5 separate regions of the Zea mays genome follow, and regions 2, 3, 4 and 5 are each linked to region 1. The links are chromatin contacts, called in public Hi-C maps. All regions are on one chromosome and are shown on one strand. Each heading gives the region's core, a stretch centred on a gene start, on an enhancer-like site or on the middle of the called end of the contact. The rest is flanking DNA. Distances are from core to core; before and after follow the strand shown.

Region 1 (2,853 bases), core at 157-2,656:
ACTAGTACTTCACATTCATTGCATGTTAAAAGGATTTCTGGAGTGGGAGTTCAAGATTTCAAGAAAAACAACAGGTCAAAGCAAATTTGTTCAACCAGAGTATGAAGCATAAAAAGATAGAAATGATGCATGTCCATCTCGAGCACTAAGCAGCACTGCAAAAGATATTGCAAGAACCAGTAATTTTGCCACGGAACCTAAAACCACACAGACGAACAGAAATTTCGCACTTGAATAGTGGCATATGTATAGCAGACTAGCTGCTATTTGACGGAAATTTCAATTGTAGTGTACCCAATAAAAAGAATGCACCTTTGAACTTACACGACAAATAAGGACAAGCATAATTGGGCATAAATTGTGCACTGGTACAGTCAATTACAACGGAACGAATATCTTGAGGGTCGAAAGGACCAACAGAATGTATAGACAAAAGGCCACCATATCACATCAATTAAAACAGAATTGAAAAATGGATAGAACAAGGACGAGCATAAACAATTACATATAGATCTAAACAAATGAAGCTGCCTAGTAGAAAAACAAATGCTCCAAACGAATATCGACTGGCACAGTTGACAACTTCATCTCAAGGACAATGGACCAGACATTTATACTAAGAAGATAACCATGAGACGAATCAATACAACACAACAGTAAGCACAGATGATTGGCGCCATTCAATCAAAATAACAAACAAAGCAAGGGCCTTCTACAGGCTATCATGAGATCAGGGCCAAACCTAACTAGGAATCACAGGAGTGACAACTGATCAGATCATGTGACAAGTCATCGCAGACCACACAACAATAAAATAAGCCTTGCTGCTACAAGTTGGAAGGCGGCAGATCGAGGCCAAAGCGGGGGTGCATACCTGAGAGAACTTGATGGGGTGCTCCTCGGGGCCGGTGCGGATGGAACCGGAGACGAAGACGAGCATGCCTCCCTGGGGCCCCGACGGCTGGCAGTCGACGGTGACGATCTGGTGCTCGCAGGCCTGGAAGGGAAGAGATCCGAGCTTGCCGGCAATGGCGGATGGGCCCTGGAACTTCTGGCCCTCGAAGGTGAGCATGGAGGTCTCCTGATACAGCCCCACCAGCGCCGCGCGGTTGGTGTCGAACGTCCGGTAGTAGTGCTCCACGAAGGCTTTCGCCACCGCGTCCGGGTCCATCGCCATCACCTCGCCGCCGCCGCCGGTCGGCACGCACCTAGGGTTTCGAGAGCTCGGGGAAAGAGAGAGAGGCGTCGAGGTGTGAGAAAGGAGAGGTGGACACAGAGGATCGCAGGGGAATTTGGCCCTGGGTGGTGGGGCCGCGGGTCGGGGTTGGCGTCGAAAGAACGCGACAGAATCTGGGTTGGGCGGTTGGGCCTGTGCTACAAATAGGCCCAGCATCTCCCATGCGACGGGCAGGAAGTGCTTTCTCGGCTCTTGGGTTGGGGTTTAATGGCACGCGCATCTACAGAGTACACATCTTTTGTTGAGATGAGGCAGGAGGGGCCGAGCAACAAGAGGAATCCACTAAAACTTAGCTCTTAACATTAGCAACGACTAATATGCAAGCAGCCATTATGGCTGTGTGAGCCAGGACCGCTGAAGCCTGGCTCCGCAGATGCGACCAATCTGCTCGTATCTGGTGAGTCTGGTCCAGAGTGCTTTGAGGATCGTGCGAGCCTGGATCCAGATATGCATGCAGGCAACCAAACATAGAGCTCGCACGCGCATAGCCTGGGTCACAGCAACCAAACAGCAACTACCCGTATTCCACGATGCAAACACGCGCAGATGCAGGCAACCAAACGCATAGTATATATAAATGTGCAAGCAGCTATTTTAGTCTGTTAGATCTAGATCTAACCGTATGCTATATTAGCATTTAAATTCTCTCACCACCAACTCGTGTAGTTTTATAAAAAAGACTTTAATAAACCACGATTATACATACGGTTAGATCTAGATCCAATAGATTAAGATAGCTGCTTGCACGCTTGCACCTAATGACTGCTTGTATATTATTTGTTGTCGCTAACATTAGCCAGAGTTCTCTAAACACTACAATAGATAATAGCCTAGCTAAAATACCTATATTCCTAATTGCCCATTAGTTCATTAGTTGATCAAATTCAACTAATATCAGCTAATAACCGGCTAAAGACACAATTATCCCTCTCTTTTGTCTCAAGAAAATGACGGAGAACAAGAAATGACGGAGTACATGCGCACAGGAGTTAAAGTGCGTGCACCCTGCGCGCATGTACTGTGAGTTTAAAATAAATCGATAGTAGAAATAAGATGGCATGTTAAGATGGAATATATGTGAATGCTTCTATTTATCTGCTTTTACCACACACTGCACTAGATCCGGGCATAAAACCTGAGTCCAAAGCTCTAAACCCAAAATACCCGAACTCATTTAGCCTGAAGCCCGTTACTCGAACAGAACCAGCAAGATAACGAACTGAATACCCGATCTAAGTTCGGTCTAATCGGGTATTAACCCACGGTACCCGAAGTACCTATTCTACCCAAAATACCTAGCATCGTCCAGGCACCAGGCCGAGCGCTAGGCCACAGCGACACAGCCCACGAGCCACGGCCCAGTTAGCCAACTACGAAACTTGGCAACCCTAGCTCTGGATAGCTGTGGCTCTCTCCTTGTCCTTGTCCAGCGGCGGCTGTGGCTCTCTCCCTATCTCCACTCTCCAGCAGCGGCTGCGGCTCTCTCCCTGTCTCCACTATCCCGCGCAAGGAGCAAGCCAGGCAGTCACGGAGGGCGCCGTCCGCAGAGCCGGAGCCGGAGACGGCGGCAGCGGCAGCCCCATCGTCATCACCAAAAGCTAGTCTGGCTTCGGTTT
Region 2 (2,853 bases), core at 221-2,720, 420 kb before region 1:
CGGCCGGGCCTGACTGCCTGTCAGCCTCACTCTGTTAAGTGGCACCGCAGTCGGAGCGGCGCAGGCGGCGCTGTCCTTCTGTCAGGCCGGTCAGTGGAGCGGCGAAGTGACGGCGGTCACTTCGGCTCTGCCGGCTGGGGGGCGCGCGTCAGGATAAAGGTGTCAGGCCACCTTTGCATTAAATGCTCCTGCAATTTGGTCGGTCGGTGCGGCGATTTGGTCAGGGTTGCTTCTTGGCGAAGACAGGGCCTCGGGCGAGCCGGAAATATATTCGCCGCTGAAGGGGGGCCTCGGGCGAGACGGAAATCCTCCGGGGTCGGCTGCCCTTGTCCGAGGCTAGGCTCGGGCGAGGCGTGATCGATTCCCTCGAATGGACTGATCACTGACTTAATCGCACCCATCAGGCCTTTGCAGCTTTATGCTGATGGGGGTTACCAGCTGAGAATTAGGAGCCTTAAGGGTACCCCTAATTATGGTCCCCGACAGCGCTGATTCAAACACTACTCTGGATACCTGCAGAGTAAAACATGCACTGCTAGTATAGTAGTACTGTCATTCTTCCCTAACCTCATAGTCAAGCCCCTCTCTACAAATTATTCAGATAACACAATAGTTATCACTGAATTGGTAACCATCGGTGTGCATAACACAATATTTACCAAAATAAGAACCAACGTCGCCAGTATGGGGCCAGTGAGGTTAGGGTTGGACTTGAGCACGATCTGCTCGAGCGAGGATGATGATGTGAACAGCGCGGGCGGCGCCGAAGCAGCCGAAGATGGAGAGCGTCCGGAGGTGCGGCAGGCCACGCAGCGAGGCGGGGTCGAGCCTGGCCCCGGGCCTGCAGGGCGGGGTGGTGACGTCGGGGCCCAGGTGGAGGCGGGTGGCGCGGAGAACACATGCTTCGTCGGGCGCGAGCTCGCACTGCAGGCTCGGCCACGGCGTGTCGGTGTAGGGCCGCGGGTGGAGTTGCGGCCACGTCGTGTCACCGAGGAGGTCCGCCATCACCTGAAAGATGGCCGCCAGCTCCGCCCTCGATAGCTCCAGCGCCGGCGCGTCCCCTCCGGGGATTTCGGGTGATGGGGATCGCATCTGGGAGGGTGAGGAGGGCGCGATAGGGAGCGGAGCAGAGGCAACTGGGAGGGTGAGGAGGGCGCGATGGGGAGCGAAACAGAGGGGAGGATGTCGGGGATGTGAGGAGAGGGGACAAAACCGTGCACCATAAACGGCTACACTATAGTCTTAAGTAGTAATAGAGATATGCGTCTTATACTCTCATGTCAAACTAGCTTCGGGGAAATGTGTGAGCCTCGTGAGTCGTGAGGTGAGCCATTCTGGACGGTGGCGTACCTCAGACTCGCCCCGGAATGAAAAAGGCCGAGCAGGGCGGGGTTGTGCATGGGCCGGCCCAATTTCTTGGTGAGGTCTACGTGAAGGTAGTGGAACGAGATCACCTTCCGAGACGAGAAAGGAATCACTCGTTTTCCTCCGGGCACATTCCTCCGAGTTCGGACGGCAACGCCTTTTATGGCCGCCGTTGCCTCCTCCTTCTCGCGGTTCTCCTTCCGCTGCGCCGTCTGCCCCTCCCCGCTCCGCGTCCGCTTTTCGCAGCCCCATCCGCCCGCGCGGCTCCGCGTCTCCTCCACCGTCGTTGCTCTCCACAAGCGCAACCCCAAGCGGCTCAAGTACGCCGCCGAGCGCCAGTTCACGGTACCTTCTGCCTCAAGCGCGTTCTTCTTTCTTCTTTTAACTCTCCGGCTCTCCGCAACAACACTTGCCTTTCGCGGGCTTTCTGGCGCTGACTGCTAAGAACAGTCTCTTTGGTGGCTGGGTTTTGCGCGAACGAAGAGAGGGGATGCCGGGTTGCTGCGGGTGGAGGTGGAGCCCTCCGGCGGGGACTTCTGGAAGCTTGACCCCATTATCGACCTCATCAATCGCGGCGCCGTCGGGGTGATCCCTACTGACACCGTGTACGCTGCTCAATGCTTCACTTGGAAGTTCTGTACGAAAATCACATACCCCAATCGCAATTTTTGAGCATATACTACCAATTTCTATGCGATTGTTGCAACTTGCAAGCACATAAGTTCTGTAATAATGAAACAACGATTTCAGCCTTGAGCTTTTACAAGTTACAACCACTTACAATGCAAATGCTGCAGTATGTGCTTTGTTTTGAAGCAGATTGGTTCCACTAAATTTGAGCCTAGGAAAAATACAGCAACAAAAGATTGATAAGCTGCATTTATCCTATTTTAAATATTTTTATATGTTATATTTAAAATATTCTTGGTTGACTACAAATAACATGGGGTCATACTTTTCACAGCTACTCCGTCGTCTGTGACCTGAGTAACAATGAATCGATTGAGCGCCTTCGCAGGTAAATTCACTGCTTTGATCATTTTGGTGTAATAACTGATAAGTGATGGAGTCCAATGTTTGCTTAGAATCTTAGGCATGAAACAAGCAATTTCTATACTATATAAAGCACTGGTTTCCACGGTTTCCACCGTCGTCGTGCTCCTCCACATTTAAATGGTAAAAAAGCTAAAATTGTGCACAGATGGAGATTCAAAACATGGTTGTTAGCTCCAAACCCACATTCACACCCACCTAACCAGCTGTTTTTTGTGTTTTATGCTCTATAATTATAAATGGAAACCGTAGCAACGTACAAGTACTTTGCTACTTAGCTCTAACCAGTACTATATGCTTGTTGTCGATGCAGACTGAAAGGCATTGGAGACTCCAAGGCAAGACTATCGGAACTATAGAGTCAATTTGGGTCAACATGTTTCTGCAACGAAATATGACTTGCAGAGCATAGTACCCATCTGCATACGCACCATG
Region 3 (2,853 bases), core at 258-2,757, 360 kb before region 1:
GTATAAACAAATGCGTTGCAAAAGCGCAGTTCGACGACGATAGATGTATATGTATACTCCACAAAAGCCCGAGCTGTCTTTTGTTTTTGGAGAAAAAAATAAATAACGTGTGGTTCAGGAACAAAAGCTAGCGGGGTTGCTACTAATTGCTACTGTTGTTGATAAACACGTCCTGATCAGACGCCACTTGCTTGGATCTGTTTTAATAATAATAATAATAATAATAATAATAATATTATTATTATTATTATTATTATTATTTCCTTTGCTTTCTTTTTTTGAACTGATTCTTTTGTATGTTGCAATAATAATGTTAAAAGACAAAAGTAACGGCAGGGAGTTGCAGATAGACCTAATATCAAAGGCTGTCAGGGCCCTTTTGGAACGCAGGGATTTTCACTTCACAGGTGCTTTTTTTTATGAAAATGAACCGGTTCTTATGATTTCTTTTTTTCTATGTTTCATCATACGAGTGGAACTCGAACATCCATCCCAAATATTAGAAGACAAAAGTAACAGTAGGAGAGCTGAGAAGCCTGAGATAGACCCAATATCAATTAATTAAAGACTTTTATAGCAAATCCAAAAGGATGCAAAAACACCCCCGTCAAAAAAATAATTATTAGGGACAGGTTACATTTTTTTGGAGGCAAATATGGTGCATACTTCAACAGTTTTATTCAAAACAAAGGCTAAAAGACCGTAAACCGAGCCTATATTTTTTTTAAAAAAACTAGATCCATCTGCCCCATTCCGCAAACGATTGGGGAGACACTACGTCGCTCAAATATGTGGGGGTGGGGGGGGGGGATAGGTTGAAAGCGGGTTACCGTATTTTTCCAACAATGATGGATCCGTCGGGCTGATTTGGTGACAAGGGGATCCCGGAAGGATTGAAGAGAATTGAGGGGAAAATGAACTAATTTCCCTCTCCATTATCTCGGGATCCAGGGTCACCAAATCAACTCTAAATCTGTTTTTCGGGTTGTTTTAAGTGCTTTTGGAGTTACTCTTATACGAATTTGAGTCATTTTTTTTTAAAAAAAAGATAAATCAAAATATACATTAGTCTGTACATAGAGTGACTGCTCTGAAAAAAATAAAAAAACTGTAGAGACACCTTAGCCCCAATAATTGTAGCACAGGCAACAGGTGCACAGCACAACATAGCCCCATTGCATGCATGGCTGCAGTGTGACACATGGCGGTGGGGCCCTGCCCACTGTTCCTCCTTCAGGGACGGAAAGGTTGGTTGCGGCCCCACCATGGCGCCAAGTAATATCGCCGCTGCTCTCTCTCTCTCTTTTCATGCACACGCTCCTCTCTCCCTCCCTCCCACCATTGCTACAGTCGCAGCTGTCTGTGTCTGCAAAGTACTGACTGCTCCCACTCCACTCCACCCCCAGTTCCGGGCCACTCGGGCATCGTTTCTGTTGCTGCAAATCTTTGTTGGCTGCTGCTGCCTTGCTATCTATCTATACACCGCCCGCACCTTCCATTCCTCCTCCTCCGAAGCAGCAGGCAGCAGCTGCATCGCACCTCACACCTCTCGTGTCCATCGATCCAGCCGCCGCCGCAGCTGCAGCTCTCACTTCACTGTTGCTGTGCCACCTCCTCGTCGCCTGTAGTGTCTGTCGATAGATAAACGCCCGCGGAATGAGAGGGAAGGAGCGGAAGCTGCAGCGGGCGCGCGCGTGCAAGGGCTAGGACTAGCGGTTGCAACGTCGGCGCGCGCGGCGTACGTCGGGCATGGATTGGGATCTCAACGCGGCGGGCGCGTGGGACCTCGCGGAGCTGGAGCGGGACCACGCGGCCGCGGCGCCGTCGTCGGGGGGCCACGCCGCCAATGCTGCCGCGGCGGGCACGGGGACGGAGAGCCGCCCGCCGGCGCCCGGGGCAGCAGGGGCACCCGCCGAGTGCTCCGTGGACCTGAAGCTGGGCGGGATGGGCGAGTGCGAGCCCGGCGCGGCCCGCAGGGAGAGGGAGGCCGCGGCGGGGGCGGCGAAGCGGCCGCGCCCCGCCGGGCCCGGCGGGCAGCAGCAGCAGCAGCAGTGCCCGTCGTGCGCGGTGGACGGGTGCAGGGCGGACCTGGGCAAGTGCCGCGACTACCACCGGCGGCACAAGGTGTGCGAGGCGCACTCCAAGACCCCCGTCGTCGTCGTCGCCGGCCGCGAGATGCGCTTCTGCCAGCAGTGCAGCAGGTAGTATCCCCGCCTTCTTTTCCCATGGGGGGCTGGTGTAGTGTAGTGTAGCTCGTCCCTGTCTCGTTTCAAGGATGCACAACTTTACCTTTTCCGGCTTGCCTTTTTTTTTTTCGTTATCTTTTTTCTCTCTCTCTTTTTCCTGAAAACCAAAGAGATGAAAAACCTTCATCTCGTTCGTTCGTTTCCTCCTGTAGCTACGGTACCTGAATTATTGGCACGCCTTTTTCCTTTCTCCCGGCCTCCTCCTGCGCTCGCTGCTGCTGCTGCACACTGCTCTCAGGCAGGCCTAGCGTTCGTTTCCTTCACTTTCTCTGACGCCCTGATGCGAATTAACATCTGCTGCTCCCCAATCGTCTGCTCAAGATTCAGCCCGCTGCCACGGACACGTGAGCTCCTGCGCTTGCTTTTCCGAGCGGTTTCTTGCTTTCACGCCCTTTGGCGGCGACGGGACGGGATGCCCCCCCCCCCCCCCCCCCCCGGTACTCTGCCATTGGCTCCTCCTCTAGTCGGCGCTGCTTGCTTCCCGGCGACAGTTCGCCACCGCCGCAGATGAAGCGCCGCCACGGTTTGGCGTGCCGCGTTGAGCGAGACAGGGGTGTACTCCCAGCTTTGGCTACCATCAATCATTTGATGTTTAGGTGCCGCGTTG
Region 4 (2,853 bases), core at 134-2,633, 280 kb before region 1:
CCAGACAGTCCGGTGAGCTCCAGAATGGCCCAAGTTTGGATCTTTTGAGCCAAACTTCTCCAACTTCTTTTGGCTACCTTTGGTAGCTTCCCTACTACTTAGACAAAGATATTTAGCACATAATCCAGTTGACTAAGTGTGGGTAACATACCTTTTCTTCTCCATTTCACGAGGATTTGCAATATGTCCAAAACTAAGTCCAAAAGTCACTTTTCTTGCACCAATGAGTTAGAAGCCAAACCAAGGTGCAAGAAACATGGTATAAGAGGTATGCAACTAATCCAAACACTTAAACCTTGTGTTTATGTTGGTTTGTCCAAAGTTGCTATTTTGGCCCTTAAATTCGACTCATATGGACTTGTACTTCAATTTGCTTTGGCTAGAACCTGTGCTCATGCTCATATCAGAATTGTTAGTCTAATGTGGTGTGTTGGGTACTTAATCATCAAAATAGGTAGAAATGGCCCTATAGCACATTTCCCTTTCACCTTCCGGGTGAGGGGAGGGCGGACCAAGAGACGTTCCAGCTCCCGAAGGTGTGAATGATTTGACTGAACTAGAAAACCCATGTAAGGAAAATGGACCCCGGGCCATTTGGCTCAATAGGTTTTGGTGTTTGATGATCAACATGTAACACCCCAAAATCATAATTTTGGGTTTACGAAAAAGTTTTCAAAAAGGATTCACTCAAAGCGTCTTTTGATGAAGAATTGTACCTTGGAAATTATTCTTCCTAAAATGAACAAGTGGCAATACTAAAATATTGTTAAATTAGATTTAAACTTTGAAAGTGAAATTTAATTCAAAACAAAATAAAAAACAAATAAATAAAATGGAAAGATACTCAACCATTTAAGTGCTAGAACTATTCTTATTTTTTATAGATTAGGCATTTAGAGATCTTCAAAAAAGGAAATAAATAAGTAAAATCATCTCTAAATGGATATTATACACTAGAAAGTAGTTTTCCTTAAAAATAAAAAAAAATATTGTGAATGTAGTTTAAAATTAAACTACACATCCAGAATAATACTTCTAGAAATAAATAATGAGTGTGTTGCATATATGAAAACATTTTCTTAAATAAATGTATAAATTAATTGCATTCATGCTGGTTTCTTTGGTCTGTTCATTTACTTTATGCTTGAAGTTTGAAACTAGTTTGAAATAGGAATTAAAACAGGATTTGGGAGAGAAGAAATAGAAGATAAAAATACAAAAAAAAAGAAAACGGCCTTGTGGTGGGCTAGGACCATTTCACCGTAGCCACTCCATTTCCTACCGAACGAAGCCATCTCCAATTGCTCTCTCTGCACGTCCTGTTTTATTTCTTTTTTTTATTCCTTTGGCCGGAGCTTACATTAGCATGACCTCAGCGATGATGTCAACATGCAAGCAAACCAGGGTGCGCGCAATGGTACTCTTGGATCGCTGACCTGTGGGCCGTCCTTGGCTGGTCGTCTTCAAAGTCGATCCTCACCATAATCGAACGCATGGGGGGCTCAACGACTGCGATCCTGTTTGTTCCTATTCTTGCGCTGAGCGACAGGTGATCCCTTCGCGCGGCCGCTCGGGACGTTGCCTTAGCGTAGACACTGATGCCATCTCGTCTCACTACCACCATGCGGGGCCGCGGGTAGCTCGTGCATGTGGCCTCGACTGCGGAACGAACCAGAGAAGAAACCAAATTCACCGCGTGATTCGGGGTTGGTTGCGGCCAATGAATTAGCCCGCATATAAATCCTACCCCTATACCTCCTCCACAGCTATGCTGGCAATTTGAACACACCGGATTTGGGAGCCGAACCTAGGGCCGCCGCCTAGGGAACCCAGCGATGGAAGCGCGTGCGCTGTGCGCCGTAGCCCAGTCCCATCACGTCGTCGTTGCCACTCCTTGTTGCCGGGCCACGCGCGGGGTGTTGGCCACCACGTCCCGTGCTCCAACCTCGCGTCGAACTCGGCCTCTGCGCTCAGCATCCGATCACTGGCCGACGCACCTCCTCATCCCCATGGCGTGCTCCCCTCAGCCGTCATCTCCAGCAGCCGCGCGGGGGATCCACTGACGCCGGTCAGACTGGGAGGACGAAGACCTTGGGGTCGTTGATCATCCAGTCGAGGGCCAGGATTTGACTGGGGCGTAACCTCTCGGTTAAATAAATCTTGTGCGCTGGTCGGGGATCCAAGGGCTCAGATGGGATCGACACGCGGATCGGCTGTAGTCCGTAGGATCTAGATCCACGGGTTCGCGAAAACGTACCGGTTCACTTAAGAGAGGATCTAATTTGGGCCATCGATTTTGGATCCAACGGCTGATCTACGCCGATACCCTTTTCGGCTAGGTAACAATTGCATAAGAACCCCTGCTCTTTATATGAATGAACCCGCGACCCACACTATGTATAAAGTAGTTTAATCCAAGTCCTCGGGATTTTACAGAACAGACCCCGAGCTTCTGGTAAATAGTGCCCACAGCCCAAAGGTGAAATAACATGAGTGAAATTAATAAAGAAAAGGATTTTAGTATAAAAATAATTCAAGAAACTTGTTTAATTCATATTTAATTCATTTTAACCCCAATTTGATCCATCCAAATTGTGTTAGTCTCATAGAAATATTTACTACGCAGTAGCAACATTAATTATACGATATCTCATACTTTTATAATTAAGTAACCAATTTGATTAATCTATGTTTATTGGATTTAGCTTTTCCTAATATTAATATAGTATTCTGATCTTATAGTTATAATTTGACTAAAAGATAATATTTAATCAATTTATAATCTAGATTAAAGTTGAGTTAATTACTTATAGAATATTATCTCATATAATGTATACTAATCAATTTATAATA
Region 5 (2,853 bases), core at 108-2,607, 280 kb after region 1:
GGTTTGAATCCACACCCTAATGGAAGAAGGGTGGAGGACACTGGGCAAAGCTGTCTAACCAGTAGAACAACATAATCAGGTGTTTATAATATTCAATATAAACTGTACATATGTATATATGATTTTTTTATAATAATAAAATAATCGTGCTGGGCCGGGCCAGCACCATGGGCCGAGGCTACGGCCCAAGCACCGCACGGCGCTCGTGCCGGGTTGGCCCAGGGACTATTATATGGGTCGTGCCTCGGGCCGGCTCGCCAGACACGGCCCATTTGGCCATCTATACCTCCGCACGATAATGATAGTCCTCGCCTCAGTTGTTACCACCTCGTTCACCATTCTACTTCTTTTCTCTCTCCCTCATGCCTCCACCTCCGCGCCACCCCATTCTCGACAGAGGGCATAGGAGCAGGCGCCTCCTCCCCGTATTCGTCCGACACCAGCCCCGACACCGACTCGCGCAGTGGCTATTGCACGTCCACGAGGACGTTTCACATCATGCGCACATCATCGTTTTCACCGTCGTTGGACGTCCCGTTCATCTTCCCTGCATTCGCCCTGTTCTTCCACCTCCAACCTGTTGCCCCCGCCAACGGTCGCAGCTGCGAGCCGACCGACGCTCGTCGACACGGGTACGGGGCGAGTCGGTCATGCTTCTGGTCTTTCTCCGTGCGTGTCGTCAAGGAGGACATGGTGGCGACTGCCACACTTAGGTTATTTTAGCGATGAGGAGTCCAGGTCTGAGATATTGGACAACTAAGGCCCGTAGCGTGGCAGCAGTCGACATATGCTACGGAGTTGGTGGTGTTGTTGTGTCGCTTCGGCGGGTCCAGTGTTGGGAAGACACTTGCATTCTCTCGCCCTTCTCGGACTGACGCCTAGTGTGGATGCCTCTTGGTTTGGAGCTGCTCCGGCTGAGCTTCTTTCTCCACTTGCGTGCTCTCTCCCTATATATCTAGCGGTATACTACCTATGTCGCCTCCAGATGTCTAGGTCTTCATCGTGTCCTTCTCCGGCAACGAACATGTATGTTCGCCTCTTCCCTTCCCCTCCTGCTCTATGAAACATTGAAGGTGGGGGAGGCAAGAAATGTGAGTTTCTGATTTGTTCCTTATGGTAACTGTGCGTTTATAAAAAATATTATTCGAAGAGTGAAGACGACTAATAAAAAATCTTGAAATCTTTTTGATAGATAATTTACGTGGATATTATTGTGAGCCATCGCAACGCACGAGTAATCGACTAGTAGATATTTAAACTTCACTATGAACGGTATAAATCAATATCAATGTTTTTAGGTAAACTATGGGGATGTTTAGATGGCCGCCTAAGCCGCCGCCGCCCGCCACACTTCCCACGCCACCAGTGTGGCGCTCGTTTTGAGCGCCACAGGTGTGGCGCGGCGTGGCCGCCGGCGCGCCGATCCAAACTAGCCCTATGTATCTGCGCACCGTTTAACATGTCGCCGCCGGTTGGAATTCCCTACTCCATTCCGAGCTGCCGCCATCGCCACCACTGCGCCGCCAATTCGAATCGGATCCCCACTCCGTTCCGAGCTGCCGCCATCGCCACCGCTGCGCCGCCGATTCGAATCGGATCCCCACTCCTTTCCAAACTGCCGCCATCGCCACCGCTGCGTCGCCAATGGGCTCGACGTGCCTGTCGTGCGGCGAGGGCGCGGTGGTGGCAGACGCGGACTCGGGCGTGCTCGTCTGCACCTCATGCGGCATCATCCAGGACGCCGGCGGCGCGGAGTTCGTCCACCAGTCCACCTTCAACGAGTCGGGGGGCCTCGATCGCCGCGTCTCCTCCCTCGTCCGCAACGACTCCGACTCCGCCTACCGCGACCAGAAGCTCGCCATCGCCACCGCGGGCATCACCTCCATCGCCACCCGCCTCGGCCTGTCCCACACCCGCGCCGAGGAGGCGCTCCGCATGGCCAAGTCCGCCACCGACGGCCAGCTCGCCACCCCGGGCAGCGCCTTCCTCCCTGCCCTCGCCGCCGCCTGCGCCCTTCTCGTCGCGCGGTCCCACCGCCTCCCGCTCTCCCTCGCCGAGGCCGCGGAGGCCGCCTTCTGCTCCGCGCCCGCCCTCGCCGACCTGGTCTCCCGCGTCACCGCCCAGCTATCCCTCCCTCCCCTCCCATGCTTCGACTACACCGCCGCGCTCGACCGTGCCGTGCACCTCTCGACCTCGCTCAACGCCGCCGCGCCCGACAAGACGGACGCCATTCTCGCCCAGGCCCGGTTCCTCTTCCGCTGCGCATCCAAGTGGTCGCTCACCACGGGGCGGTTTCCACTTCCCCTCGTCGCGGCTCTGCTCGCCTTCTCTGCGGAGGTGAACGGGGTCACTTCTGTCTCTTTGGAGGACATTGCAAGGGACATCTCGGCAGGATTGAGGACCAGCCTGCTCCGATACAAGGAGCTCGTTGACGCCCTGGTGCATGTCGCGGGGCACCTGCTTCCATGGGGTGCCGATGTCAATGCCAAGAACCTGCTCCTCAACGCTCCGGTCTTGCTCCGGCTCATGGAGATGCGGTCACAATCGGACCCTTCTGAAGAGTTTCTTATGAGCTGCGCTCCGAACATTGCTGCAATTGTGCAGGCTAACTCTAAAGTTGATGACGAAGTGTCTAAATACCTTCACATTACTCCAGTGGGTTCTGATGACTTTGATTTCGATAATCTTGAGCCAGAGGAGAAAGAATTTGAAAATCAGAATATCTCAGAGAAGGGCCTATCAGATGCTTACCAAAATGTCTTAAATAGGCTTGCCCAGCTACAGAAACTTGGGAAGGTTGGTAAAGGTACTGACAGGAGGAAGCGATTGAAAGGAGGACTGGAGCTGGAGCCA

What was found. Hi-C and Micro-C count contacts between places; a contact is called where the count stands out from the background.
Region 2: a contact with region 1 is called in a Hi-C map of leaf, with 4 times the contacts expected there. The contact joins the promoter of LOC100382753 here to the promoter of LOC103653216 in region 1. A contact is called at or near these places in 3 of 25 Hi-C or Micro-C datasets (leaf and tassel).
Region 3: a Hi-C map of leaf shows a contact between it and region 1, with 5 times the contacts expected there. The contact joins the promoter of tga1 here to the promoter of LOC103653216 in region 1. A contact is called at or near these places in 6 of 25 Hi-C or Micro-C datasets (ear, endosperm, leaf and 1 more).
Region 4: a Hi-C map of leaf shows a contact between it and region 1, with 4 times the contacts expected there. The contact joins the enhancer-like site here to the promoter of LOC103653216 in region 1. A contact is called at or near these places in 3 of 25 Hi-C or Micro-C datasets (ear, endosperm and leaf).
Region 5: a contact with region 1 is called in a Hi-C map of leaf, with 5 times the contacts expected there. The contact joins the promoter of LOC103653218 here to the promoter of LOC103653216 in region 1. A contact is called at or near these places in 3 of 25 Hi-C or Micro-C datasets (ear, leaf and tassel).

The regions. Positions count from the first base shown.
Region 1 is chr4:47,004,059-47,006,911 of Zm-B73-REFERENCE-NAM-5.0, forward strand. LOC103653216 (nuclear transport factor 2) reads right to left here and starts at 1,407. Exons shown (of 2, transcript XM_008680177.4): 1 at 875-1,407. The coding sequence starts at 1,393.
Region 2 is chr4:46,582,855-46,585,707 of Zm-B73-REFERENCE-NAM-5.0, forward strand. It overlaps LOC100382753, which reads left to right and starts at 1,471. Exons shown (of 9, transcript NM_001175468.1): 1 at 1,471-1,710; 2 at 1,849-1,970; 3 at 2,330-2,383; 4 at 2,732-2,756. The coding sequence starts at 1,528. It also overlaps the pseudogene LOC109945713.
Region 3 is chr4:46,646,608-46,649,460 of Zm-B73-REFERENCE-NAM-5.0, forward strand. It overlaps tga1 (teosinte glume architecture1), which reads left to right and starts at 1,508. Exons shown (of 3, transcript NM_001362259.1): 1 at 1,508-2,201. The coding sequence starts at 1,750.
Region 4 is chr4:46,723,713-46,726,565 of Zm-B73-REFERENCE-NAM-5.0, forward strand. No RefSeq gene overlaps it. Among protein-coding and RNA genes, the nearest start is that of tga1, 77 kb to the left of the region's middle. Within about 2 kb of position 1,384, at least 19 of the 20 cell types and tissues checked have an H3K27ac peak or open chromatin away from gene starts, as enhancers often do. A contact at or near this core is called in ear, endosperm and leaf, where this site is marked.
Region 5 is chr4:47,284,036-47,286,888 of Zm-B73-REFERENCE-NAM-5.0, forward strand. It overlaps LOC103653218, which reads left to right and starts at 1,358. Exons shown (of 3, transcript XR_565332.4): 1 at 1,358-2,853.